2 separate regions of the Mus musculus genome follow, and region 2 is linked to region 1. The links are chromatin contacts, called in public promoter capture Hi-C maps. All regions are on one chromosome and are shown on one strand. Each heading gives the region's core, a stretch centred on a gene start, on an enhancer-like site or on the middle of the called end of the contact. The rest is flanking DNA. Distances are from core to core; before and after follow the strand shown.

Region 1 (6,925 bases), core at 2,434-4,933:
AGGAAAAATTCAATTCTTAGGACACAACACCACAAACAATTGTACTGAAATGTAGCACTGTCTATACAGTGACTGTGGTCTTTAAAAAAATACACAACCACCATTCCCATGAAATTTATAGCCAGTATGTGCTCAAGCAATACATTTGCATAACAAGCAAGAGCTACTGTACCGAAAATAAAAACCACAAATGATTTTTTAAGTGTTGGATGATGTCATGCAAACTGACTTCATAAGCGTCATCTTCATGTTGTGAGGCTTCAGCTGTTCACAGTAAACGTGAATTACGGACTGTACTTTCAATGCTGAAGGAGGTTACACTGAGGGCACAATCCACATCTCTATTTCAGACGAGATGAAATGATTACTGTGTGCTAGAATAATTTTTAGAAAAACTCATAAACGCAGCAAGGCTACACAAGTTTTCATGTCTTAGAGACAGTTTTAAAGAACTAAGCTTGCCAATGTAAAGTTCCTGTGTTACTCGGATTAAAGCTACAGATGAAATGTCAGCTATGGAACAGAAGCTCTGGTGTCAACATGCAAAGCCAAGGAAATCAGACTTTCAAAATGTCATATGCTCTGGCCATACACTGCGGATTCCACTATCTGACTATTAAAAACTAATCGGCTCTTATATTTCATATTGTTCAAAGACATATTTGGAAAGTATCTTCTTCCCAGTGGTAATTAAAGCTAAGGTATTTGGCAGTCATCCGGTAAGGCACAACTTCATTATGAAGATATTGTTAAATAAAATGTGCTTTACTCTTTTTCTATCAAGTTTCTGAGTTAGTCTAGTACGGTGGTACATACTTGCAGTCTCAGCACAGAAGAGTCTGAGGCAGGAGGATTAGGAGTTTGAGGCCAGAGTGAACCATGGAGCAAATTCAGGGCCATCCTGGAATACATAGTAAAAATTTCCATCAATCGAAAAATCTTTTCTCCAATATTTTTAATGTGTCTAGTTGAAAGTTAAAGCTAATTAGAACATCCACCAAAAATTCTTTTTAGTGACGAATTATTTATTATTACTGGTTAGAATAATATTTTGGTCTTCTGGTGCTATATGAAAGTATCTGCAAAATAAAAAGGTTCTGAAGAATCCTTATTTCATACACTTTACATTTTCTATATTCCTGATCATGATATTATACCCTCACATTCGCACAAATTGCTATGTAACTAATGACACCAGAACTTCATTCTGAAAACAAGATATACGCATTACCTTTCCATTTCTATGAGCCATAATGCCAAGCACAGTCTTGCGTATGAATGTAAATCTCCATGAGTATGTATCTGTGCTCATGGCTTCATGGTGAAGGAAATGGCTGTCACCAAAGACCCACATAGGTCTTTGAGACCAGCTCTGTGCTGAGCTTGAACTTGAGCTCACTTGGGCAGGTGAGCTGATGATTAGCAGTTGGTTACAGGTTACTATTGTTTAACTGTTTCCTTTCATGTTGAAACATTTCACCCTCTAGAAAAGCTCTTTGAGACAGGAAGCAAACAACTCAATAGTTTTAGGAAGTCCCTACAACTAACCAAATTCATTAGGCCCCTCCCTCTCCAAGAATAAACACTAAAGACCTCTGAGGTCACTCTCAGACAAGACAAGATTCAAAGATTCTCAGACAAGCCCAGATGCCTGGAAGAGGCAAAAATGAGCTGAGCCATGAGGAAAGGACGCTCTTCAACCTGCAAAGCTGCCTGCAGGCTGTGCAATGTGCTCCAGCTTTCCAAGCCTTTGTGAGCTGTCACTCATGCTGGGGTGGGTTTTGGTGATGTAGCTATCTTTGAATCATTTATGCTCCTGTAAGTAGCCACTCAACCATACATACTCCTATAAGTAGCCTCAAAGCTTCAATTTGGTTACACTGGTTCACTAAATTGGACTTTAGTGGTATTCATACATTGTCATGGCAGGATGGAGGTTGCATCTTCTCTGGAAAAGCCTGTCATGCAAGTGTTAATCTGTGTTCTTCTTAAGTGTTCCTTTACATGGGTCAGGTTAAGATGGCAGCTGAGTTTCGTTCAATGAAAGGAAGGGTAAGTTAAATGATTTCAGACGAAACCACACATTTTCTATAATTTACCTTTCCCATATTTGCGAGATACAAGTTATAATGTCTAACTCCTGGTGAGGGGAAGGATATCAAGTAAGAGGCCTTGACCCTGGAGGATGTGGGTCACTGATATCATCTGGGAAACCACTTACTGGAGATCATTATAAAGACTACTCATGGCTCTGTAATCCAAAGTTTCCTGATCTATACAACTTCCTATCCGATCCAGCAGATAGCAAAACATTGACTCAAACAGTAGGCTGCTGTAGTTTGTAAATTCCTTCCCAGATTCATGCTGATGGTGTTAAGAGATGCAAGCATACAGGGCCTTTGGGAGAAGACTGGGCCAGGAGGGCTCTGCACTAGTGCATGGATTCAGCCCTGATGGATGGATGGATAGATGGATTATGAAGATAATTACAGTAGCTCTTCCTGGAAGGCATACTCTGTCTTCTCTGCTATGCCATGACCCAGCAGTGGTTCCTCACTAGGTCCTGAGCTACTGCTAGATCTCTTATTCTCCAGATCACTAGATAAATAAATGTCTACAACAGAAAACAGATTAAAATGCAAGAGCGGATGATAGATCTCACCTATTATCAAAATGAGAAGAGGAAATGTCTTGCTGGCATTTTGTAGCCATTCAAGTCGGCAGTTGATGGATGGTCTGGTGCTTTCTGGGGGCAGAGGGGGAGGATGTTAGCATGCCTCACCATTCCTGGAAATGATGAGCCCCGTTTACTCAGTGTAATATACAAGAGGTGCTGAACTCCTCTATAATCAGTCCTTGCTCTTGGCTGTCAGTTCCTTACCAGGTCACACTGCATAGAAAACGATCTTGAAAGGGCAAGAGAGTGTCTTCCCTGGACTGAAGTTAGCTATAGCAGGTCATCTTTCACTGGGTCTTTCCCCCACTGACCTCACTGCCTAGGTTGTTTTCAAGATGACTAATGCTATGCCTTGGCTTTCAGGCCTGTCCCCTCAGTGGCTACTGAACTGCCCACCAGATCTCTGGAACGTCCAAGTCTCCACTTTACCTAAAAGCAACAGCTTCAAGAAAAGCCACTTGGGTGAAGCTTGATCACCTGTCAGCCATCGCTGCTAATTAAAACAACAGCTGCTTGTTGGAGTCAAACCAAGCACTGGATATACATGTGTCAAAATGTTCATTGCCATGAAAAAGTGAATCTCGTGTGTGACTAGGTCCCAGTGTGCAGAATGCACAGAAGGAAATAACAGTCACAATTCTGGGGAGAGCGGAGGGGGAGGCTTTTAAGAATCACCCACACCGGGATAATGAACATTATCACTTGAAATATATATGTGCTTCAGACTCATTACAAATGAAAGCCCCACTCCCCTCTCCCCCCACAAACAAAGTTAAATTGGGATTTCAGCCAGCTCTCCTGAGACCTGAGTAGAATTTGGTGACTGAGTGGCAGGAGCAATCGACTCTCAGTGAGATTGGAGCTGCTGTCTCTCTTCACATGGATGCCAATGGGGAGTTCTGCCAAGCTATTTTGAGGCTGTGCGCATTAAGTAAAAAAGCAAGGCTATTCTTAGCTCAAGTGCACAAGCTTCTATTACCCTAAACCCAAGGCTGAAGATCAGAGTAAGATACTGGGTCCTTCCCTTCCATCTGAGTAGTCCCTCCCAGGCTTTAGAAATCACCCTCGACCCAGCACAGGATGCCTTCTGAAAGACAGTAAATAGAAGTTTATCCTGCAAACAGTTAACAGTGGATCGGAAGTCAGACCCTCAAAGCCAAGAGATGTGAGATTTCCTTTCCTAGCAGCTCCTTACACATGTATTTTTCCTGACTTCTCAGTTGTTTCCGGACATAGGCAACACCTAGTCTCCTAGTCTCCCACTATTAACTCCTGGAATGAATCACTCCACTTCGAATGTCGTCTGGAAGATCCGATCTCAAGGACAGATCAGAGGCAGAATGAAGGCGAAACCTGGCTCTGTTTTTCAACCACAAAATACAACAAGCATTATTTTTACTTATTGAGCTATACTCCCCTTAAGTCAGTGTGATAGACAGAAGTTCTGTTAGTACTGACAAAATAGAAAATTAAGTTCGTGTTGTTTTCTGATGATCAAACTCATTCCTGAACTGCAGTATATGATGTATTTGTAGCTAATGCCTCTTTTACTAAATTCTCCACTCAGTGTGATGAGGACAATCTTCCCACAGGTGCTAACCAAAATCCCCATTCCTTCCCTTCCCTTCTGCTCCAACTTCTGGAAGACAGAACATCCCATATTCATAACACGTGGGAAGGAGAGTAAAAGAATAACACACAGGACAAAATGAAGAAGTTGGAGGGAATTCTGGGCAATTCCAATGTATCTAGAATTTTCTAGAATAGCTTCCTGTTCCTAGCAAGGAGACAAATGTCTTAGTTTCTATTCCGTTGCTATTATAAAATGTCCTGACAGAAACAACTTAAGGGAGAAAGGGTTTAAGTAGCTGGTCACATCACATCCACAATAAAACAACAGAGAAGAGCAGGATGATAAGATGGGGGACATGGACAACCTGACCCCTGCCTAGAACCTGTGACTCTTACTTCATGGAGAACAAATAAGTACATATGATTTAGGGTCTAGAGATGGACATTATCTTGGACTGCCCAAATGACCCCTAAGTATGATCACATGTGTCTTTAAAGGAGGGGAATTTGAACCCAGGCAGAAGAGAAGGCATGAGACCCTTAGAGACTGAAGGAAGCCAAGAGTAGGGCTGGGGTGGCCAACTGGCTTGAAGGTGGAAGAAGTGACCAGGGACTAAGGGATGCTGGGGAAAGTGTCTGAAAAATCAGGAATGACCTCTCCTCTCAAGCCTGCAGAAAGAACTTAGCCCACTCACAGAATGTTTTTTATGCTGTTCGTTTGTTTGGGTTTTCTTGTTTGTTTTGTTTTATTTGAGACAGGGTCTTACTAAAGAGTTCTTGCTAGATTAGAACTGTCTAGGTCAGTGGTTCTCAACCTGTGAGTCAAAATCCTTTTGGCAATTGACCCATAACCCTTTCACAGGGGTCACCTAACACAATGAGAAAACACATATATTTACATTATGATTCATAATAGTAGCAAATGCTAATTATGAAATAGGAAACAAAAATGGTCTGGGATTACTGCAACATGAGGAACTTAAAGGGTCACAGCATTAGGACGGTTGAGAACCACGGGTCTAGGTAGACCAGATCGGCCTCAAATTCACAGAAATCTGCCTCTTGAGTGCTACCATTAAATGTGTGTCCCACAGCTAGCCACACAGGAGGGTTTTTGTTGTTGTTGTTGTTGAGAGACAGGGTTTCTCTGTATAGCCCTGGCTGTCCTGGAACTCACTTTGTAGACCAGGCTGGCCTCGAACTCAGAAATCCACCTGCTGCCTCTGCCTCCCGAGTGCTGGGATTAAAGGTGTGTGCCACCACGCTCGGCTACAGGAGGGTTTTAAACCCTGTAAAACTTTATTCCGCTTTGGCCTCTCCTAGAAATGTTAGGATATACACAGCACTGTTTTAAAAGACAAAATTTACAGCTTTTTGTGTAGCATACAAGGAAAGTCAACAAAGATATCTTTTGACTCATATCAAGCAATAGAATCTAAAACTGGAATGGACCAAAGATATGGATTAGGATCTCTTGAGACATTCAACCAAATGTGGATGGTTCCTTTCAGCCGAAAACACTACCACTAGTTGGAAAAACAACATTTCCCAAGTCTCACCTTGTAAGGAATTGACTACATCAATTTGATTTTTAAATTAAATGTTTATAAGCTTTACACTAAACATTTTTAAAAGAAATGATCCCAGGTTGGCTCGGCTATCACTACCATCCTGGATTCTTTCCCTTCTATTATATTTCCCTAAAATAATTAGCTTTTGTGCTTGGCGATATACAGTGGTCACGTTGAAAACGAATCTTCATAGTGATTGTGTCCTATTTAACTTCAGTTGTCAACTTGACACATGCGGGAAGAAAGAACCTCAACTGAGGGACTACGTCTATTAGATTGGCTAATAGGTGTATCCGAGGGGCATTTAATTTTCTTCTAACAGCTGTATGGCGACCCAACCCACTAAGGGCAGTGCCATCCCTGGACAGGTGATTTTACTTATGCAGAATAAGAAAACACCCTGAACGAAACAGAGGGATCAAGCCAGTAAGCAATGTTCCTCCATGGTCTCTGGTTCAGTTCTTGTCTGAAGTTTTTTTCTTCCTCCCTCCCTCCCTCCCTCCCTCCCTCCCTCCCTCCCTCCCTCCCTCCCTCCCTCCTTCCCTCCCTTCCTCCCTCCTTCCCTCCTTTCCTCCCTCCTTCCCTCCTTTCCTCCCTTCCTCCCTCCCTCCCTTCCTTCCTTCCTTCATTTTTTCTTCCTTCCTTTATTGTTCAGATAAGTTATTTTAAGTAATTCTGGCTGACCTGGAATTCACAGAGATCCACCTGACTCTGCCTCCTGAGTGCTGGCATTAAAGGTGTGTGGCTAGGTCAGTGTTTTATCACAGCAATAGAAAAGCAAACTAGAACAGGCATTCAGAGGTGGTCCTTTAAAAAGTCATGAAGTTGTGAAGATCTCTTGAGCAAAATTAGTACATGTCTCAGTTCATTTTGTTCCTCTATAGCAAAACACCACAGCTGGCTAACTTATCAGCTAACTAACTCACTATGGTGGAAGTCGAAAGTCCCAACAGTATCGCACTGGCTCTGGGTATAGACCTAACATTCCAGTTGGGTGAGTCAATCACCTGGCTAGGGAACTACCAGTAAGGAAGGCAAGTTCACCCTAGGCCATGCAAAAGAGATAGGAATACTAATTATCCTGTTAGTGAGATAATGTACGTTC
Region 2 (6,925 bases), core at 3,014-5,513, 300 kb before region 1:
CCCTTGGTGATATACCTCCTCCAACAAGGCCACACCCCACAATCCTTCCCAAACAGTTCCACCAACTGGAGACCAAACATTCAACTATATGAGCCTATGGGGGCCATTTTCATTCAAACCACCATAGTAATAAAGATGTATCTTGGGATAAGAAAATAGGAAGGGGCTGTCTACAGAGAGCAATGATGAAAGGCTCGCCAGGAAGATATGGAGTGGGGGTAAGAAAAGAGGAGAGGAAGAGGGCCAAAGTACTTAATGAATGGACAAAATGAGACGTATTACTCCGTATAATAATTTTAAAATTAAAAAAGAAAATGAAGAATATCCATTTGGGGTTCTGGGTTTAGTTCAGTGAACACCCACTTAGCATGATGAGCCGTGGGATTAATCCTCAGCACTTCAAATCAACTAAAAAACCTGTACTCTGGTTGTCAACAATACATAAGGCTGAAAAAACATCTTTTTAGTAAGAACTCTTGCATAAATGATTTGCCATGTTGTTGAGGAGAAAAAATAGCCAATATTCAAAGCCAAGAGTCAGCACCTGGTTGTTTTACTGTGTGTGTGTGCCCGTGTATATTTGTGTGTGTGTGTTAGTGCACTTAATGCTCACCATGTTTCTAGATCCACATCACTCTTATTATGTCAATCCATACAGAGCCTCATCACTCAGCCTCATCACTGCAGCATGCCAGCATGCCAGTATAGCAGTACCATCTAGAGAGCCTGGCCTATGCTCTTGGATAGAGTAGGGAAATCCTAGAGCTTGTCCAAGTGCCTCCCTGGTGATCTTATGGGTGTGGTGGCAACACTTTCTGGGCTTTCCTAGGAGAGTCTTGATTTACAGCACCTCCTCTCATTCTCAGAAGTGTTCTAGCCTGAACGATAATATCTGGGCATCCTAATGTTAGAGAATGGATAGCATAGAAATATCCTGAGAAGAGTCTGTAAGAGCCATGCTAAGGAATGAGTGATAGCAGTTATTGTCCTGACATCTTGCTCAGAGGAACCGGCATGAGCTAGGCAGGGAGCTAAGGAGTTAGTGTAGCAGGCATCAGAGTATGGAGGTTTCTGTAGTCTGTATGCAGGCTACCTATGGTGATGTGGCTGTTTTAAAATAACATCAGAGTTCAGTGTAGTCAGCTATCAAGAATTGACTGTCCCGAGAGGCCCATTGGACTTGCAAACTTTATATGCCCCCAGTACAGGGGAACACCAGGGCCAAAAAGGGGAAGTGGGTGGGCAGGGGAGTGGGGGTGGGTGGATATGGGGGACTTTTGGTATAGCATTGGAAATGTAAATGAGCTAAATACCTAATAAAAAATGGAAAAAAAAAGAATTGACTGTCTCTTCTCTGCTTTGTCATCATCCTGATCAGGCCACATCTCTGCAGTTCAAGGTAACAGGAAACCTGGAGAAAGGAAACGCCCTACCTCCCACTATGGTTTTAGATGATCTCAGCTGCTCCTGCAGCCATACCTTCAATCCATCACCGTGGGCTCTAACTCTCTGGAACTGTAAACTCTAAATGTCTTATTTTATAAGTTGTCTTGGCCATAGTATTTTATCTCAGCAATAGAAAAGTAACTAGTAAGTTAGTAATATTTCCAGTTCCTGGGCCACCACATAAAGATGGAGCAAGTGCCTCTAGGAGATTCCTGATTAAGAATTAATGCATGTGAGCATAAATCAACACAGTTGAGAACTGGCCAAGCTACTGGAAAATGATTATCTAGCCAGTAAAGTGGGGCTGCTGTTGAGTGCCATACTTCCCTCCAAATCTTAAAACTCAATGAAGAAATCTATGAAAATATTTGCCAAAGCTGACAGATACATTCTCAGCTCTAATATTAACATGCATGAATATCTTAACATTTGTCAGTCTTTAACAAGCCATGGGACAGCACACACAGAATTAAGCACTGCCCTCCATCTGTTTGCCTTCTGTAGATGTGCTTAACGGTTAATGAATGAAATGTGGTCTGATGCTGAAAGAGACATGAGATTCAGGCTATTCCTGCAAGCCTGAAATTTCTTGCAAATGTGAGTCATGAGTACTTCAGGAATGAAAGCTCCACCACAGCAAATCTTAGCTGTGCAACTGAAAGGCTTGCAGAGGCTCCAAGCCATGAATTATGAATGCTGCTGCTATGCCAACCCTGTACATTCAGCTGTATATTAGTACATACAATTGGACATCACACTAAATCTGCTTGGGGAAAGGAGGAAAGAACAAAAGAAGAACTGTAGCCCCCTTACTCCAACATCCCCAGCTGTCCTGTCCAGGCTGTGATGAAAAGCAGTCACATATGTAGCAAATCTGGTTACCTGGAATTAGAATACACAGGGGACTGGACACATTCAGAGTCTCAAGATGTCTCACTCTGAAGATGAAAACCCACAACAGGCAAATCAAGAGGGAGCTGTGATCCTTCTCTTCATGAAATGTGCTTGGATGCCATGAAGAGTCATGTTTGGGGCATGGAGACCACGGTGGCTCTTCTGCTAAGAGCATTGGGTGCTCCTCCAGGGGACCCTGGTTTGATTTCCACATCTACCTTCTGTCACTTCAGTACCGGAGTGACAGCACCTTCTTCTGGCCTCTGCAGGTACTACATGCATGAAGTACACAGACACACGTGTAGGCCAAACACCAATACACATAAAATAAAAGGGGGCGAGGAAAAGGTCATCTTTGAGACTCAATGCATTTTTATCTTTCATGATAAAGTTCACATTTCAGTTCAGTGATGCTGATACTGTGACGGATTCCACTCCCTCACTTCTTGGCATTAACTCGTAAAATATGAGTGTTGAAAATGAATGGCCTAACGCCATGTTCACGAAGCTAGCTCACAAGAGGGTACTGATGTCATTTGCACCAGTCACCCTTCCAATAAGAACAACCTCCCCTTTATTTTCATGGTCTCTCATGCTGTGACCCTGCCTCCCCTCATTCTGGAGTTAGGTTTACCATGCCTGCTCTGAGAAAGCAAAAATGAAACACAGAGAAACTGAGTGCGTCTTCTATTTACATCTGGCAATGGCCACCCCTTCGCACTGGGACAAACACCAGTCTCAGGTGATAGGTAAATAGTTTGGTGTCTTCCAGCTACTGTTCTCTTGGCAGTAAACCTAGGGTCACCCTACTGCCTCCCAGAGTTATAAACCTCAAAGGCGTTCCTATGCACAGGAACTCACTTGTGACCTCTAAAGGGTCACACAAAAGAAGAACTTTCCAGGTTCAGAAGGTAGAGTCTGTGGAGCTCTGGGTATAGTATTTACGGTGTACTGCTTAAGTGCTTTTAATGTAGAGAGACCTGGGGATTTTCAGTTAATTCAGCTAAATATAGTAGATATATATTTGCTAATATGTAGATATATTTAATGTTTAAATATAATAGCTAGTAGAAATACAATAGCTAATAATTCCGCTGAATATAATAGAAAAAGTTAAACATTGCTCAGCTTTGCAGCCTGAACGCTCTTAGTCAGCTCTGTTGCCCCAAACTGCCTGGAAGAAATTGGAAGAATTTGGAAGAAATTTGGAAGAAATTGGAAGAATTGGAGAAAGACAGCAGTGTGTCCTGCCTCAGAATGATACTCCCTTCAAGCCTCCACCATCCCTGATTTAGCACTTCTTGTGGTTCTTTCAGATCCTTACTTCATTTGCCCAAGGTTGCCCCTCAGTCTACTATGCTCTCTTTGAATCTGAGTCCCTCACTGCCTGCCCAAGTGCACTCATTGGGACTTACATGAGTGTAAAATACTAGACCCGGTTCCATTGTCTTCTTGGTTTAGTACAGGTTAAGAGCAGGATCATATTCAGGCATGAAGCACCCCATTTCCAATCTCCTTCCCCAGCACCCTCAGCACTCTCCGCCAGGTATCCTCCACTTACCTGGACCCAGGCACAGCAGAAGGAGCAGAGCCAGCCCGGCAAGGGCCAGGACTGCAGGCCGCGCAGACGAGGTGCTCATGGCGACAGAGTGCTGCAAAGTAGCTGGAGGGATGACTGGAGTGGAGACCCAGGCTCAGTGAGGCAGGCGAAAGCTCCAGTATCCTTGCTCTGGGCGGGACCCACAGGGTGGGCAACTAGCCAGCAGGCCAGGCCGAGAGCCAAGCTTCAGTTCAATGCCACCGAGGCACACTGCCCTGCGGGTCTGCTGCAAATCGCTGAGAAGGGCCGCGTGGCCAAAGGGGAGAGGGCAAGACTGATGCCAGGCACAGCCCAACCAGCCTGGACAGAGAATGTTGGCTCACTCCTCTTTTCCGCACGCCCCCCTGAGCCGTTCCTCTGCAGCACAACCCTCCCCTAGCAACCCAGGCCCTTGGCGTCAGGCTCAGGCCTTGCCTTTTAAAGTAGCCTTTGGAATGTTCTTAATTCCTGAACTGTAGTTAAGGTTGGCTCCTGCAGGGTCTCTTTTTATGATATTTTGAAAGATTCTGGGTTCAGAACTGCAATCCAGGAAAAACATGTCAACTCAAACCGCTGCAGTGCAAAAGTGTTTTTGCAAAGTTTTTAGTGAACATGCTGTGTCCACTGTGCACACTCTCATTCTGGGACAGTTGAGCAATTGGAAAGAAGGCAGAAGACACTCATTTTCTCAGTAGCACACTTGACCACTAAGAGAGGTCATAAAACAGTGTGCTCAACAAAAGAGAAGACCAACCGGGGGTTTTCCTGACCACTATGCTGGACTCTGGGTTCCATTCCCAGCGGCAGGTTTGGTAGAGAAAGACAAAAACTGTTTTCAATTGATGAATGGAAACTTGGCTTTGGAGCCTTTTTCCCAGTCTGAGCTGAGCTCAGTTCCTTCACAAAGATTCTCAGTTTTAAATCAAGGAGAGCTGCTTAGTGTCTGGCCACTCAGGGAGAGGCCTTCTCATGTAGAAGGGTTTCTCCAGCAGGCAGGAGAAAATCAGAGTTTAGCCATCAAAGGAAAAGAAGGGAAAGGTGAACCTGGGAGGGATGTAAATACTGATTTGGGAGTCACAGGTATATGAGAGTTCGGAGCTTGCTAGTGCATACTGCTGGTCACCTGTGATCCATCGGGTGTTGGGTAAGACATAGCAATCTGAACTTTATTTAACGACTCTCGGGGATGCTGAAGCGTGTCTCAGACGGCACAGGGAGCAACTCCACTACAGAAGCTTTCCTGTCCTCTTGCCCTTCCCTTGGCCTTGGTGGTGAGAACCTTTTCTCCCTTGAAGACTGAGCACAGTGGAAAGGAACAGGGTTTAGTATTTCTCTGCATTCTGCACAAATATTTAGAGAACTCACTTGTCTGTCTATGTGTGGGTCTCTAAAGTGGAGGCTGCAGCATCTGCTGAGCTGAGGTAAGAAGTCAATGTGGAGAGCCTCCTATGCTGTGAGCACACAAAAATGTTGGTAGTGTTACCACCTAGACTCTGGCCTCCGTGTCCTGTGCTCAGCACCTTGCCACCTGTGGTCTTTATCTCCTTCGTGCCCAGGCTAGACTCTCAGGAGCTATCATTCCGGAACGATGCCAATTCAACCCTAGTGTCATTGTCATCAGGGCTTTTCAAATGCTGCCCAATGAGTTGTCTTTTAGAATGCTGCAGTGACATCTGCCTTAACTACTGGTTCACAGATAATTTGGTGACAGAGGAGCAGGGGAAGTGACCTTACCCTCTGGGGTGCCATCAGCCAAGCACTCTATAAGGAAGCTCTGTAGGACACACCATGTAGGACAGAGAGACAATCTAACACAACTTTGATCCAATACCACATCATAAGAGATGGCGAGAGAGCTGTTACAGTGGAATAGGCTCCATTACAGGATTGCCGTTTTGTAGGTGTAGGAAATGGAACTGGGTGCCCTTTTAAAGCCCTCCACCCTTTCAACAGCAGCCTGAAAGATTTATGGTTAAAATGATGCAATGTAAGAGGTTTGCTTTACAATGCTTAAGGAGGGGGCTAAAGAGAGTTGGCTCTGAGGTTAAACTACTTGTTCTTTTGCAGGGAACCCTAGTTCTGTTCCAGCACCTACAGAGCATCTCATAACCACCTGTAACTTCAGTTCCAGGGGATCTCGTGCCCTCTTTTGGTGTTCATGGGCACCAGATAAGTATGTAGTACACATGCATGGGTGCACATGAATATACATATAACATAAAAATAAAATGCATCCTTCAAAATGCTTTTAAAGGAGTGTGGACACGCCTGTGAGCATAGGTAAGACCACCACTTCTGCTCAAATTCCTGGCCCAAAAGGGACCCCCCCCCCCCGAGCCATCAGAACACAAGAACCAAGGAATGGCCAGGGACAGGATCCTTCCAGTTTCTGTCTGCACCCTGTCCTTCCAGCATTCTGAAAGGCAACTTGTTGATGACCCTGTGCCACAGTTCTCCATACCCAACTTCCTCCTGGAGAGAACTGGTCTCCCAAGAGTACTGACACACAGGCTTGCAGGAGAGACAAGCCACAATCAGAGATAGCAAGGTGCCAGTTAACACCAGAGATAACCAGATGGTGAGAGGCACGGGCAAGAACATAAGCAACAGAAACCAAGGCTACTTAGCATCATCAGAAACCACTTCTCGCACCACAGGGAGCCTGGATACCCTAACACACTAGAATAGCTAGACTCTGATTTAAAATCACATCTCATAATGATTATAGAGGACTTTAAGAAGAACATAAATAGAGCCGGGCGTGGTGGTGCACGCCTTTAATCCCAGCACGCAGGAGGCAGAGGCAGGCGGATTTCTGAGTTCGAGGCCAACCTGGTCTACAGAGTGAGTTCCAGGATAGCCAGGGCTACACAGAGAAAGCTTGTCTCAAAAAACCAAAAAAAAAAAAAAAAAAAAAAGATCATAAATAACTCCCTTAAAGAAATACTGGAGAACACAGGTAAACAACTAGAAGCCCTTAAAGAGGAAACACAAAAATCCCTTAAA

The links. Promoter capture Hi-C pulls out the DNA fragments that hold promoters and counts their contacts.
Region 2: a contact with region 1 is called in a promoter capture Hi-C map of neural stem cells. The contact joins the promoter of Ecrg4 here to the enhancer-like site in region 1. A contact is called at or near these places in 16 of 39 promoter capture datasets (the C10 cell line, the HPC-7 cell line, HPC-7-derived erythroid cells and 11 more), 4 of 484 Hi-C or Micro-C datasets (embryonic stem cells and spermatogonial stem cells) and 5 of 9 other capture datasets (adipose tissue, embryonic stem cells, liver and 2 more).

The regions. Positions count from the first base shown.
Region 1 is chr1:43,423,444-43,430,368 of GRCm38.p6, reverse strand. No RefSeq gene overlaps it. Among named protein-coding and RNA genes, the nearest start is that of Nck2, 19 kb to the left of the region's middle. Within about 2 kb of position 3,683, at least 17 of the 459 cell types and tissues checked have an H3K27ac peak or open chromatin away from gene starts, as enhancers often do. A contact at or near this core is called in neural stem cells, where this site is marked.
Region 2 is chr1:43,727,940-43,734,864 of GRCm38.p6, reverse strand. Ecrg4 (ECRG4 augurin precursor) reads right to left here and starts at 4,263. Exons shown (of 4, transcript NM_024283.3): 1 at 3,902-4,263. The coding sequence starts at 3,980.